Regions from separate parts of the Zea mays genome. Here regions 1 and 3 are each linked to region 2. The links are chromatin contacts, called in public Hi-C maps. All regions are on one chromosome and are shown on one strand. The core of a region is the stretch at or near the end of the contact, and the rest is flanking DNA. Distances in the headings are between cores, read along the strand shown.

Region 1 (3,966 bases), core at 92-2,591, 280 kb before region 2:
AGGATGCTGCGATGTGTTCGTGAGAGGTCTAGGCCGTCGTCTCCCAGTCAACTTTGGGTTGCTGGACTGTTGTCTCCTTATAATGTAATTATTTACTTATTTTGTATAGAACTCCTGATATGTAGTAAAGATGTGACATTCGATCCTGTGCCATGATTCATCATATGTGTGAGACTTGGTCCCAGCACACCTGGTGATTATGTTTACGCCCCGGCTTTGGACCCCTAAAACCCGGGTGTTACAAAAGGTTTGACCCTATTTCCCTTTCAATGAGCACCGCATACCCCTGCATGTATCTCTTTCATTAGTTCTTGGCCTTCGGCTCTAGACAAACACTTCAGCAATGGACAACAAACTCCTTGTTTATATAATTCTCCTATGATCATGTAAGGCCTTGTCCTAGCTTGCATTCTTTTTATGTAAACTTCGTTGTCCGAAGGATAATTTCCTTGCAGGAAAGATACAATCTTAGTCCTCTAATCTTCACTGTGTACTGGTGAGATTGTAAGCACCGCTCGCTTCATGAGCTCGACTGAAGGTGTTTTTAAAGTTTCAATGATTACTTCCGAAGGAAGTGGGAGCCCCTATGCCGCTCATTTAGCTAGTAAATCTGCATGCTCATTTCTTAGCTTTCTAAAACTAATACTTCAAATAGAACTGCCAAGTCTTTGAAGGAATGTGAAGATAGCTTTGTTTTACCTGTGTATATTTTGGGACTTGTTTGTAGATATGGGTATTGTGATTTGTCAATTGGCATGATTCTTTACAACATACATGATGCATTAAACACAACAATAGAGTCTTCTTATGATCTTATTCCAAGCAAGTTGGGGTAGACAACATACAGGATACATAAAAAATTGAAAATGTAATTTTAAAGGAGAGTGTGTTGGTCTGAAAAAATTTCGTGCATGTTTTTGCATTTTAATCTTTCCGAGCATGTTAAATGTGGACGTCTAAAAAAACTTGAGTGGTTGCTTGCTTTTGTATGCCAGGTCGAGTTGATAAAATGGAAGGGACAGTGGATAGGTACGACCGGATATCCAAAAAATTAAAATACTGACCATGGGATGATCTAAAAAAATACTGATTATGGGATGCTATTGATTGAGAGAGGACATTGGTCTTAATGGTGGATTTAGTTAGGGTAATTTGTTATTTTCATTTTAGTGATGTTTTAATTAGTAGATTATATAGGAGTATAGAAGTATAGACATAGATATAGATAGCTCAAACAGGAAATAGGTTACCTCTCAGTTTCACTGGGTTGGCCTGCTAGCCGCGCAGCTAGCCCAGCAGGCAGCAGACACTCTCTCGTCCTGCAAGCCTGGCCTGCCGCGGCCCACGCACCCGGCCTGTCAGCCCAAACTCCCTCCTGTCCCACGCTAGAACGGGCGCGCGGGCGTTCCCACGCTAGCCTTCCACGCTGCTGCCTGCTGACAGTGTGGCACCCCGAATCGCCTCACCCCACGTCCTACGTGTTAAGGATTTACACAGTAAATTAGGCTGTTTACGTGGTGAAATTTGAATTATGGGATGAGTTAGTGGATATAATAGAATCGCTGCTTGAGACAGTCTAAACAATAAGAATGTCTGCAGCCGTTATCCTAAATTTATCCCAGTACGGTCGTATATCTCACTATGTACCTCTCATTTCAAGTCGTCCGACTAATCCACGTCAGCCCCTTCCCCGGCCTTCTCGCTCACGAAACCTCTGCTTCACCTTCACGAAATATCCTCCAATCACGTAGATGCCGCCACTCCCCTCCCCTCCCCCGCCTGCCGCCGGCGCCCACGCCATCCCCGTGCAAGCAGCCTCCGCGCCGTTGACCCCGGGTCCGCGCCCCAAATCCTCACCCGTGTCTCTCGACACTGTGCTGCCAATCCTAATCGCGTGCGCGGCTTCGGTGCTGCGACCGCCATCGCCCCGCACGCAATAGCCGCCGTCCATTCTCCTCTTCGCCGAGATAGGCGGCGCATTTGGCGCCCCTCCCCCAGACATCCCGCGCCCCCGTCCCCCTAGCCTCAGCTTGCTAGCGCCCGCCCTCCGCCCTGTACCAAACAGCCATACCGCGCAAGCCCGCCTGAGACACCGCCAACGCCGCGCGATGGCCGCCTTCGCCGCTCACCCCTCTGCACGTCGCAACACCAGAGGTCGATAGGGTACCTCGTGCTCCCACCCGCCCCCAATGCCCACGGCGGCAACGACAGAACCCGGGGCGCCCGCATGCGGCGCTAGGTCTAGGCGCCCCCGCGGTGCCCCGTGCACCTCCTACACGGCTTCGGCGCCTCGGCGACGTGGCAGTGGGCCCCGTACCTCCACAGCCTCCTCGCGGTCGACCTCGATCCCATCGTCGCTTCCTCATCCTTGGTCCCCGACCACTCTGATGCCTTCCAAGCGAGGACCGTGAAGGCTGCCACCGTGGGCCTATTCCCCATCGTCGACGTCGGGGAGGCGGTCGAACTGCTCATCCCCTGGCGCCCAACGGAGGTGCGTTGGCTCGTCGATGATGTGTCATGTGATGGCTCAAAGGTTGGCCGATTTCTACCCTGTTTATGCTACCACTTTCGGTGCTTGATGAGTGTTTGTAAGCTTTCTTCTATTATATGTTGTCTTTTTCATTAATCAGTCACTTCAATTTAGACGATTGTGAATCCTTATCTTATTGGGAGTGATTTTGTGTATAATCTTACATACGCCGTATAATATGAGTTCATTAAGATACTACTGGCCAAAATCATAATGTCATTATGTGCAAATATTATATGATATATGGTATTTTCAGAAACGTCTACTCCATAGGAAGTTCAGATTGCCAGATGGACCTTCATGGTATTTGATTTTTTTAGTAAGACTGCAGACTATATTTGGAGTCTCAGCTCGACCATGTAAGTATCTTGCATCCTACTCCTCTTTAGATAGCAGCGTAAGCTAGACGTTGCTTTCAGGAATGGGTCCATACAATGAGTTATCTCTGATATCAAGCTCCTCAATATTTGCTAGATTTCTATGAAACAGAGGACCACAGACATCTGTATATTATTCCTCAAGCCCCAAGCAAAAAATGCATGCAGTCTATGATTTTTTATTGCTATATGGAATAAATTGTTAGTTAAACTCGGGCACCAAATATTCTCCATGGAAATTTCAGTTAAGTTCAGCTATCATATCTGAAAACTAAGATGTGTACTAATTGCTGCGCAAAGATGCAAATATCCTGGTGCTCTTATGTGGCAAAGAAGCAGTTGCTAACTGGATTATAAAAAGTTTCGTGTTATGGTCAGTTCCATGCAAGTTCTTTATTGTCAAATGTTTTTAGTTATGAAATCAGGTACTCCCTCCGTCCTAGAGTAGTTAACGTTATATGATTAAATTTTGTCTCTAAATAGTTGTCATTCTCACTTTTCCGGTGCATATTTCTCTTCTAACAATACATCTTTTTTAGCAACACATTTCTATCTCTATTTCTCTCTTGTTTTTTCCGCACCACACATCTTTACTTCTAAATTCCCACGTTTGAAATCTAAAACCTAAACTAATTTAGGATGGGTGGATTTGGTACAGAGTGATCACTTCTTTTTAATTTTTTTCCTTGTCAACAAAGGGCCTATACATATTCTCTTTTCAGATGAATTGGAGTTCCCACTGATCTATAACTGTGTTAAGCAATACAATGAAAATATGCATATTTATTATATGGGAAAGCATATGGTAAATAAATTTTAGTTTTAATTCAGAAAACCATCATTAGACAAATAAAACTGTTCTTTTCTATATGTATTATTACCTTGTTCAGTTGTACTCAACAAAATGAATATATTTTTATAGAGTTTAGTTGGTATGAAGTTTGTTCATAGTTGGCCATTTCTGGGCCGTGTAAGACTATTCTATGGAGACACCTTATTTGTAGATGACTGTGAAACCACTCATTAATCATGGGCATGATGTCACTGAGTTTCCAGGAA
Region 2 (4,194 bases), core at 673-3,172:
TGGCAAAAAAGTATAGCAGATTATACCTAATTCATCATCTCATCTCAAAAAAGTATAAGACCTAATTGCTAGATCCTGCCAACTAATGGAGCAGTACAGTATCCGCAATCGTTTTTGCATATATCCCTCCCACCTTCTGCCTGCGAAGCTAACCGCTGAACGGCTTGTAGACCTTGAGGGCGGCGATGACATCGGCAATGGATCCTGCTGCAGCGGCGACGGAGACAAGGAGACAGCTGACGCTGAGCGTCTGGAGGCAGATCCACTTGGTGCTGCCGCGGGGCACGCGGAGCTGCTTGATGTACATTTCGACGGGGAAGTAGACGGTGAGCGGCCAGAAGGAGACGGCGCCGAGGAGCCCCACCACGTCGCCGAAGAACGGCAGCAGCATGGCGACGACGGTGGTGACGCACACGAACGCGGACCGCCACGTCAGGCGGAACACGCTGAGGGAGAAGGGACCCACGCGGAGCTCCCGGGAGACGAAGGCGCTGTCCGGCCAGGCCGCGGCGGCGCGGCGCTCCACGAAGGCGAAGATGGGCTGGCAGAACACCTGGTAGGCGCCGACCAGGTGCACGACGATGGCCACGTTGGCGACGTCGAGCAGCCAGAAGGGCTCGTAGAAGCCGAAGCCGGTGAGGAGGTTGTCCGGCGCGTTGTCGCCGAACGCCGCGTACCCCATGCACCCGCACAGCATGTAGAATACTGTCGTGGTCGCCACGCTCAGCCGCGTCGCCTTCTGCATCACCTTCGACTCCGACGGTGGCGGCGCCTTGATCGTATCCTGAAGGGCCGGAGCAGACGTGGTTAGAAGAAACAGAACATAAACAGTGGAGGTGAAGAGGGGATTGCTTGCAATTGCTGCTTACTTGGATCTCGATGAGGATGTTGGAGAAGGAGTAGGCGAACGCGATGTCGCCGAACGCCTGGAGCGTGTGCCAGATCTTCTGCGTGGAGGTGACGCCGGCGCCAATACTGATGCCAGTGAGGCTGCCCTTGAACCCACCATTGGCTGCGAACAATCGAGCTCAGGCTCAGCATGTGAGTAAGTAACCAAGAATACAGCAGCATATGATCCGATTGAAGAATCCGACAACTTACAGACGGTCTGTGCGATGCCGAGGGAGAGTCCGATGGAAGAGTAAGTGAAGGACATGACGGCGGCGACAATGGAGAGCCACCAAATCTGATCGAAGTCCGGTATCTGCGAGAAGAGAATCTGGACACCGCCGAACAGGACCATGTACGGGGTGCTGGAGCTCTTGCAGGGGTCCGCATGCCCGTGGGCGTGGAAGCACCCGGCCCTCCTGACGGCCTTCATGCTGATGGCCGACGCGATGGTGTAGCCGATGGCGACGCCGACGAGGTTGGCGTACTGTATGACGCCGCAGAAGACGACCTTGACGCCGCCGAGGTTGGAGCGCACGGCGTCCATGTAGGTGTAGTTGCGCTTGCCCGTCTCCGGGTGGCCCGTGCGGTAGCACTCGGCGAGCAGCGCCGCCGTGTAGTAGGTGACGAAGGCGAAGAGGAGCATGGCGGCGGGGCCGGCCACCCAGCCCAGCTGCGCGATGGCCCACGCCAGGGAGAGGACTCCCGAGCCGATGACGGCGGTGATGATGTGCGCGCTGGCCGTCCAGAACGTGCCACTGCGGCGCGGCCGGCCGTCGTCGTCTAGCCACTCGGCGGCTCCGGCGTTCCCGGCCTCCACCGACACATCCATGGGCGCGACCGGGTGGTTGTTGTTCAGTCCGTTGTGCGGCGCGGGTGCCATGGCCAACTGAGACAACGAGCTCCCTCCCTCCCTCCCTCGAATCGAATCTCTTCTTCCTCGTCGGACTGTCGGAGTGGAAGAGCGCAGGAAGCAAGTGCTCCCGAGTGCTTCTTGCTTGCTAGGTGCCTAGGTGACGCGAGAGGCTGTGCCTGTGTGGCAGTGTGGGACGGGAGAAGGCTGGGGAGAGACGAGGCTATTATATAGAGAGCAGAGAGGAGGCAGAGGTCTCTCTGTTTCTGGTCAGCGCTGCCTTTCGCGCGTCTATACTTCTGTTTTTTCTCTCTCTTTTTTAATTCTTTTCTATCTCCTCGTTGGATTTGAGTGCCGGGCTACATCAGTCTGTCTCTCGTCTCGTCATACTTTTGTTGCTGTGCCTCTCTGGTCAACGGCGTTTGGACTCCGCGGGTACGGTGTGGGTCACGGCGTGCTTCGCATTGCGTTGTGTCAGCCATTGATGAAACATACCCTTGTGTAATCCTTCATTATCGTCAAAACCTGTTTGAATATTTGGTTCGGTTTCATTGAAAATTAAATAGTTGGATTCGCTTTGAATGCTTTGCTATGATACATAGTTTGTCATGTTTTATACCGCTGATGCGTGGATGTGATTGTCATGTTAGCCACCGTGTAATGACATATATGTGGATCAGTTATATATACTTCTAAAGGTTTATTTTGTATTATCTTGTTTTTTTATAATGGAAAGAAGCGATCCGGCCTCTCCTTCACATGAAGGGTGTGGCCAACAGTTTACATCACTCATTTAGACACAAACAACAGACCGTAGACAAAGAACAAAACGACCAATTGGTTGAATATTTAGGAAACTTAAAACCTACTTGTTTAAGTTTGGACACAACATCATCACAAGATAAATTTAAATATGAGCATGTATTTTCCGAACCTTCAGCAAAAGAACTATCGAGGTTTCTGGCAGCTTTGAGCTTGGTAGCCTTCTCAATTGAGTCACCAGCACTAGACACCACCCTTCTTTTGCTCCTATGAGCAACGAACATGTCAACGTTGGCCTTAGGTACAGCAGCCAACTTCATCACCTCCAGAGACATAGTCGCAACCTCACCCATGGTCAAAACTGAACTCGAACCAAGGACTCTAGGAGATATTGAAACCCGAGCCCAATTTTCAGCACCCTTGGACACAGAGGGGCAAGAACCTCCTTCTGCAAATCTAGCACCACCACCTTCTTGCCATGGTTACTAGCCTCCCCTGCCTTAGTTCTTGAGGATTCCTATCTCGCAAGTTTAGCTTGCTTAGATAAATCTTTATCCCGAGACTCTGGTGCCTTGTCCCCCGTCAAATCTGCATCGATCACCAAAACCACAGTCATCCATGTCCATCGGTTCGAGATTATCCTCATTCATATTTTCCTCTACATGAAAATGTAGCTCATACAAATGGTCACCAATCACCACATCCACAAATTGAGGAATAAGGTTTGGATCAAGCACTAAAACTTGCAACCGACATACATCAAACTTATATGTGAATTTCATATCAACTGCCTTTGTCACCCCCATAATTCAACCCACCGCCTAGATAAGAAGAAATTGATTCATATCAGACAAAAGACCAGTAAACTGAATCCATACCTTTTAAGCTCCGCTTTTGCTTTATTATGCAACACAAACTTCAATTTTCATGGTTGTGTTGTGCTTCATTTGCACCACTCCCCCATTCCAACATATGATCTAGCTCAACACGAGCTGGAAAGGTGGTGAAAGTCGCCTAGAGGGGTGAATAGGCAAAACCTGAAATTTATAAACTTTGAACACGAACTTCTCCTGGGGTAAGGATTAGAAATAAATAATAATGAATTCGGAGTGTGGAAGAGAGTTCTTCTTGCTATGAGTTGCTCAATCGATGCGGATGACTTTGGGAGTTAACTCAAAAAGATTGTAAGCGAGAGAACTTAGAGAGGGGAGAGGAAGAATCAAATCGTAAGGTAATGATCAACACAAATGAATACAATGATTTGTTTCCTGAGGTTCAGTTCCAATGAATCTACTCCCAGTTGAGGAGGTCACAAAGGCCGGGTCTTTTTCAACCCTTTCCCTCTCTCAATCGATCACTTAGACCGGTTGAGTGCTTCTTTTTAATCTCAAGGATCACTAAGACACAACAAGGACCACCACACACTTACGTGTCTCTTGCTAGCTTTATAAGTCACTAGATAGTTTAGAAGGAGATGAAGAAAGCACGATTAAAAGCCAAGCAACAAGAGCAACAAATGAAATACGAATCACACTCTCTCAAGTCACTAATCACTAATGATCACTTGTCTCAATTGCGGCACTTTGAGAGGTTTGGAAACTTTGAATGTATCTTGGAATGGATTGCTTGCTCTTGTATTGAATGTCTGTGAGTAGAATGCTTGGTTGTGTTGAATGGAGGTGGTTGGGGTT
Region 3 (3,648 bases), core at 322-2,821, 440 kb after region 2:
CAACGCAAGGCCGGCACGTCAGTCACGTCTTGCCTGCCGGCCCGTCATCAATCGATCACAGCAGGCGCCAAAAGTTGAGACATCTTGTAGTACGTACAGGAGGATGGAAGCCAAAAAGCCCGCGCCCTGATTAGCCAGCAGCCTTGTTGTCCGTGACAATAATGCTCGGCTGTGTCCGGCGGTCATTACGACGGGCTCAACTCAAGCACGAGCACCCCAGCAGCCGCAGGATCCTCCGCCAGCCATCATCCTTCTGCAATGCGGTCGTGGACGTTAAAATCATCACGTGAACGTTAAGGCCCCGGTACGAGTAATGAAGAACACTGCATGCACATTGATGTTTAATACTATAGAGTCTTTTGAAGTGTTTAAAGAGTACATTTGTAAAAAAAAATTGGTGGAACATCTCTAGCAATAGACGTTTCACTTCTTGCTCTACAAATTCGTCATGTATTCTAGTGCCTAGAGAATCGTTTTAGTGTCTCTTCACTGTACATACCTATCATATATGACTGCAAATCCTGGTGACAAAATTTTGCACTCCATGCGGTTAACGTGGGTTTTAGGTATTCTAAATAATGGACATTTGGGATTGGGTTTTATGTGTTCTAAATAATGGATATTTGGGATTGAATGGCTCGTTCGATCGCTAAGAGCACGTAAAGCTCTCTGAATAAACTCTTTAATTAATGGGATTTTACATTAAGGTAGCATGCATTTTTTTTCGTTTTTTCCCGATGCAAAATGGACAGCAAATAAATCATGGCTAGTAATGAGCGTAAGTGCGTACGTACTACGTACCCTCGCTCCCGGCGGCGGCGGCTTTCCGTAGAGCATGTCGGGAGGGACTCCGTACAGGTCGTCGTCGACGGGCTTGGCCAGCGCGAAGCAGGACCTCCTCGCCGCCGCCGCGGCCTGCGCGTAGGCTCCGGAGTCGGCCACCTTGCTCCGCCTCGTGGTCTGCGTGTGGCCTTGGTGAGGCTCCGCCGCCGCCGCAGCCGCAGCCAGCTTGGCCGCGTGGACGACACCGTCGGCGGCGCCTCGCCGCCTCCCCTGCTGCACGCACGCACGCGCGACGCGACGAGCATTACTACCCATTCGTCTCGTCGATAAGCAGCAAGCCGACGCATCGTTGTGGGCTTTGGATTGGATAACGCGCGCGCGTACGTACGTACATACCGTCTGCGGCGCTTTGTGCGGCGTTGTTATTGCGTGGCCGAAGTCGAAGGACGGGGTCATGACCGCCGGCGCCCACGCGCCGCCGCCGTTGCTGTGGTGGTGGTGGTTCCACTCCCCGAACGCCGGGATGCGCGTGCGCCTCGCGGTCGGCATTACTGGTGGTGGTGGTCTGTCTGAAGAAGCATCGTGTATATCATCAGCTGGACTGGAAACACAGCAGTGCAAAGTGGTGGCCGGAAAGGCAATAATAATGCCGGCCGCCTACGTGCAGCAGCAGCAGCGCGAATAGGGCTCATGACTGACCTTCGTTAGCAGGGGGAGATCTAGAGAGGGAGGGGAATTCTGTTCACGAATGGAAGGAATCACAATACTGGGAAGAGGAAACAAGTAGCAGATATTATTATGTGGAGCTCCGAGTCCGAGCTGGAGGAGGCTGCTTCGATGAAGAGGGGGGAGGAGGAGGACGGTAGTGGGGGCCCACCTAGACATGTAGGCCCGGTGTGCTTCGCTTGTAGAGGACGACGCCAGTGGAGGCCCGCCAGGCCGGACATGTACTGTGCTGCGCGTGGGGGCCAACGGGACAGTGCAGAATGTTACTGCTACCTGCCTACCTTAGCCCTTGTTGTTTTGATACACGTTCGAATTTCGAAATAGCTCCGGCTCTTTGCCATATTGTACGTGTACAATATAATGCCCGTGCTCTAAATGTTACTGTCTACGTTCTAGAATATTTGTCTCCGTGCTCTAAATATTACTACCTTCGCTAGTAGCTTTGCACGCGGACGACACGTAGTGGGTACGTGTACAATCGCTTCCTTATCTCCGTTGGACGTCGCATGCGGCGAGACTATCTCCTGTCTTGTTCCATATCATATCCTATATTTTAAACTTTATTTTATAAACAATATTATCTATAGTTCTACATTCTCTACTTTACACGATTCATAAAAGGCCACCTGAGCAGGATGACTGAGGCACTGTTCGTCTCTCATGAGTCATGACTAACATTTAGTTCGTATCAATTACGATAATTAAATATAGTCTAATTGCCAAGCTAATTATACAGATGACGACTAAACAGTAAGACGAGTCTATTAAGTCTAATTAGTTCGTATGATTCACCCATATGAAGCTAAGTAAACATTTTCTAATTATGAATTAATTAGACTTAATAAATTAATCTCGTTGTTTAGTCTTTATCTGTTTAATTAGTTTTATAATTATAAAATATTTAATACTTATAATTGGCGTTTAAACATTCCATCCGATGAAACGCATACATCTCTAGAGGTGGGCAGTTTCCTTGTAGCGTACGCCCAAGTCTTCCGTGGCTTCCTTGCCAAGGACACACCAGCCAGCCCAGCCCAGCCCAGCCCCTAGTAGACTGGCGAAGAACACGCTGCGGTTGGAAATAATCGCCTGTAGTATTTATTAACGTTGTCGTGTTGACTAGGGGTCCACTCTGCGCCTCCGCCGGAGAAAACTTGGGAGAGGGGGCATGCAGCCATGCAGGGGCTAGCTAGGCGGTGGTGCTCGCTACCGGTTAAAAGCAAACTACGTAGTACAACTCATCAAACTATAGGTGCCTAAGCCTAACCGCACGATCATACTATGAAATGAAACTACTATGAATTAAAAAAAACTCGGCATCAACATCAGCAATCCGTTTGGACACTTGGGACTTGCCAAAAAAAAAAACAGTTAACTAGCAATGCTTGGCATCTTTCTATTACTAATTAGAGGCTCAACCAAGAGGCACCCACTAGAAGGTTGTCTCGAAACAGTTTCAGTTTTCCTATCACACATCTTTATCTCTTCTTCTAATTTAAACTCTACTCTGTAAACAATACAATCTACAATATAAAACAGTGTTTTGCACGGTCTACATAGACAACCTTAGAGAATGGGCCATAGGTATCGATTGGGAACCAGCTACAATGCCAAATTCTCAACCACCGATACCGGGAACCAGAACTAAATGTGTCAAATTTTATGTATACAATAACTAATTCATATGTACATGTGTATAATGTCAAATTAATGCACACACAGATTAATGTATACAAATGAATATGTACATTAAAATGAATGTTAATAGTAATATATATATAAATGTCTATGAAGTGTCATAACTACTAAATAAATGTATATTCATTTCTATATCCTCAATATGGATCGTCTTCCTATTATGATAGGATCGGAAGATTTCGTCCATCATAGTAGAACTCTCCGTCTTTAGGCCTTTACATTATAACAAATATGAAGAATGCCTTCTCTAAAAATAGGATCATTATTTTTAGAGACATGCCTCTGAGACCCATATCTATTAATAAAATTGTAGGTTTCATACAGAAGAGCCTAAATGTAAAATAGAAGTCATCATTAGATTTTCATTGGATGCACTAGATCACTAGACTGCACGTTGCACCAATATGAGTGATTGCACCTGTTGTGTCCCCATTAATAAAC

What was found. A called contact is a pair of places that touch in the nucleus more often than the background predicts.
Region 1: a contact with region 2 is called in a Hi-C map of ear, with 2.1 times the contacts expected there. The contact joins the enhancer-like site here to the promoter of LOC100272489 in region 2. A contact is called at or near these places in 2 of 25 Hi-C or Micro-C datasets (ear and tassel).
Region 3: a Hi-C map of tassel shows a contact between it and region 2, with 2.1 times the contacts expected there. The contact joins the promoter of LOC100193956 here to the promoter of LOC100272489 in region 2. A contact is called at or near these places in 2 of 25 Hi-C or Micro-C datasets (ear and tassel).

The regions. Positions count from the first base shown.
Region 1 is chr10:10,905,255-10,909,220 of Zm-B73-REFERENCE-NAM-5.0, forward strand. It overlaps the pseudogene LOC103642299. Among protein-coding and RNA genes, the nearest start is that of LOC103640852, 48 kb to the right of the region's middle. Within about 2 kb of position 1,342, at least 14 of the 20 cell types and tissues checked have an H3K27ac peak or open chromatin away from gene starts, as enhancers often do. A contact at or near this core is called in ear and tassel, where this site is marked.
Region 2 is chr10:11,187,734-11,191,927 of Zm-B73-REFERENCE-NAM-5.0, forward strand. LOC100272489 (Amino acid permease 2) reads right to left here and starts at 1,923. Exons shown (of 3, transcript NM_001146958.1): 1 at 1,102-1,923; 2 at 870-1,012; 3 at 2-784. The coding sequence starts at 1,771. The coding sequence ends at 149.
Region 3 is chr10:11,625,713-11,629,360 of Zm-B73-REFERENCE-NAM-5.0, forward strand. It overlaps LOC100193956, which reads right to left and starts at 1,572. Exons shown (of 4, transcript NM_001175726.1): 1 at 1,483-1,572; 2 at 1,180-1,352; 3 at 802-1,056; 4 at 1-253. The coding sequence starts at 1,332. The coding sequence ends at 197.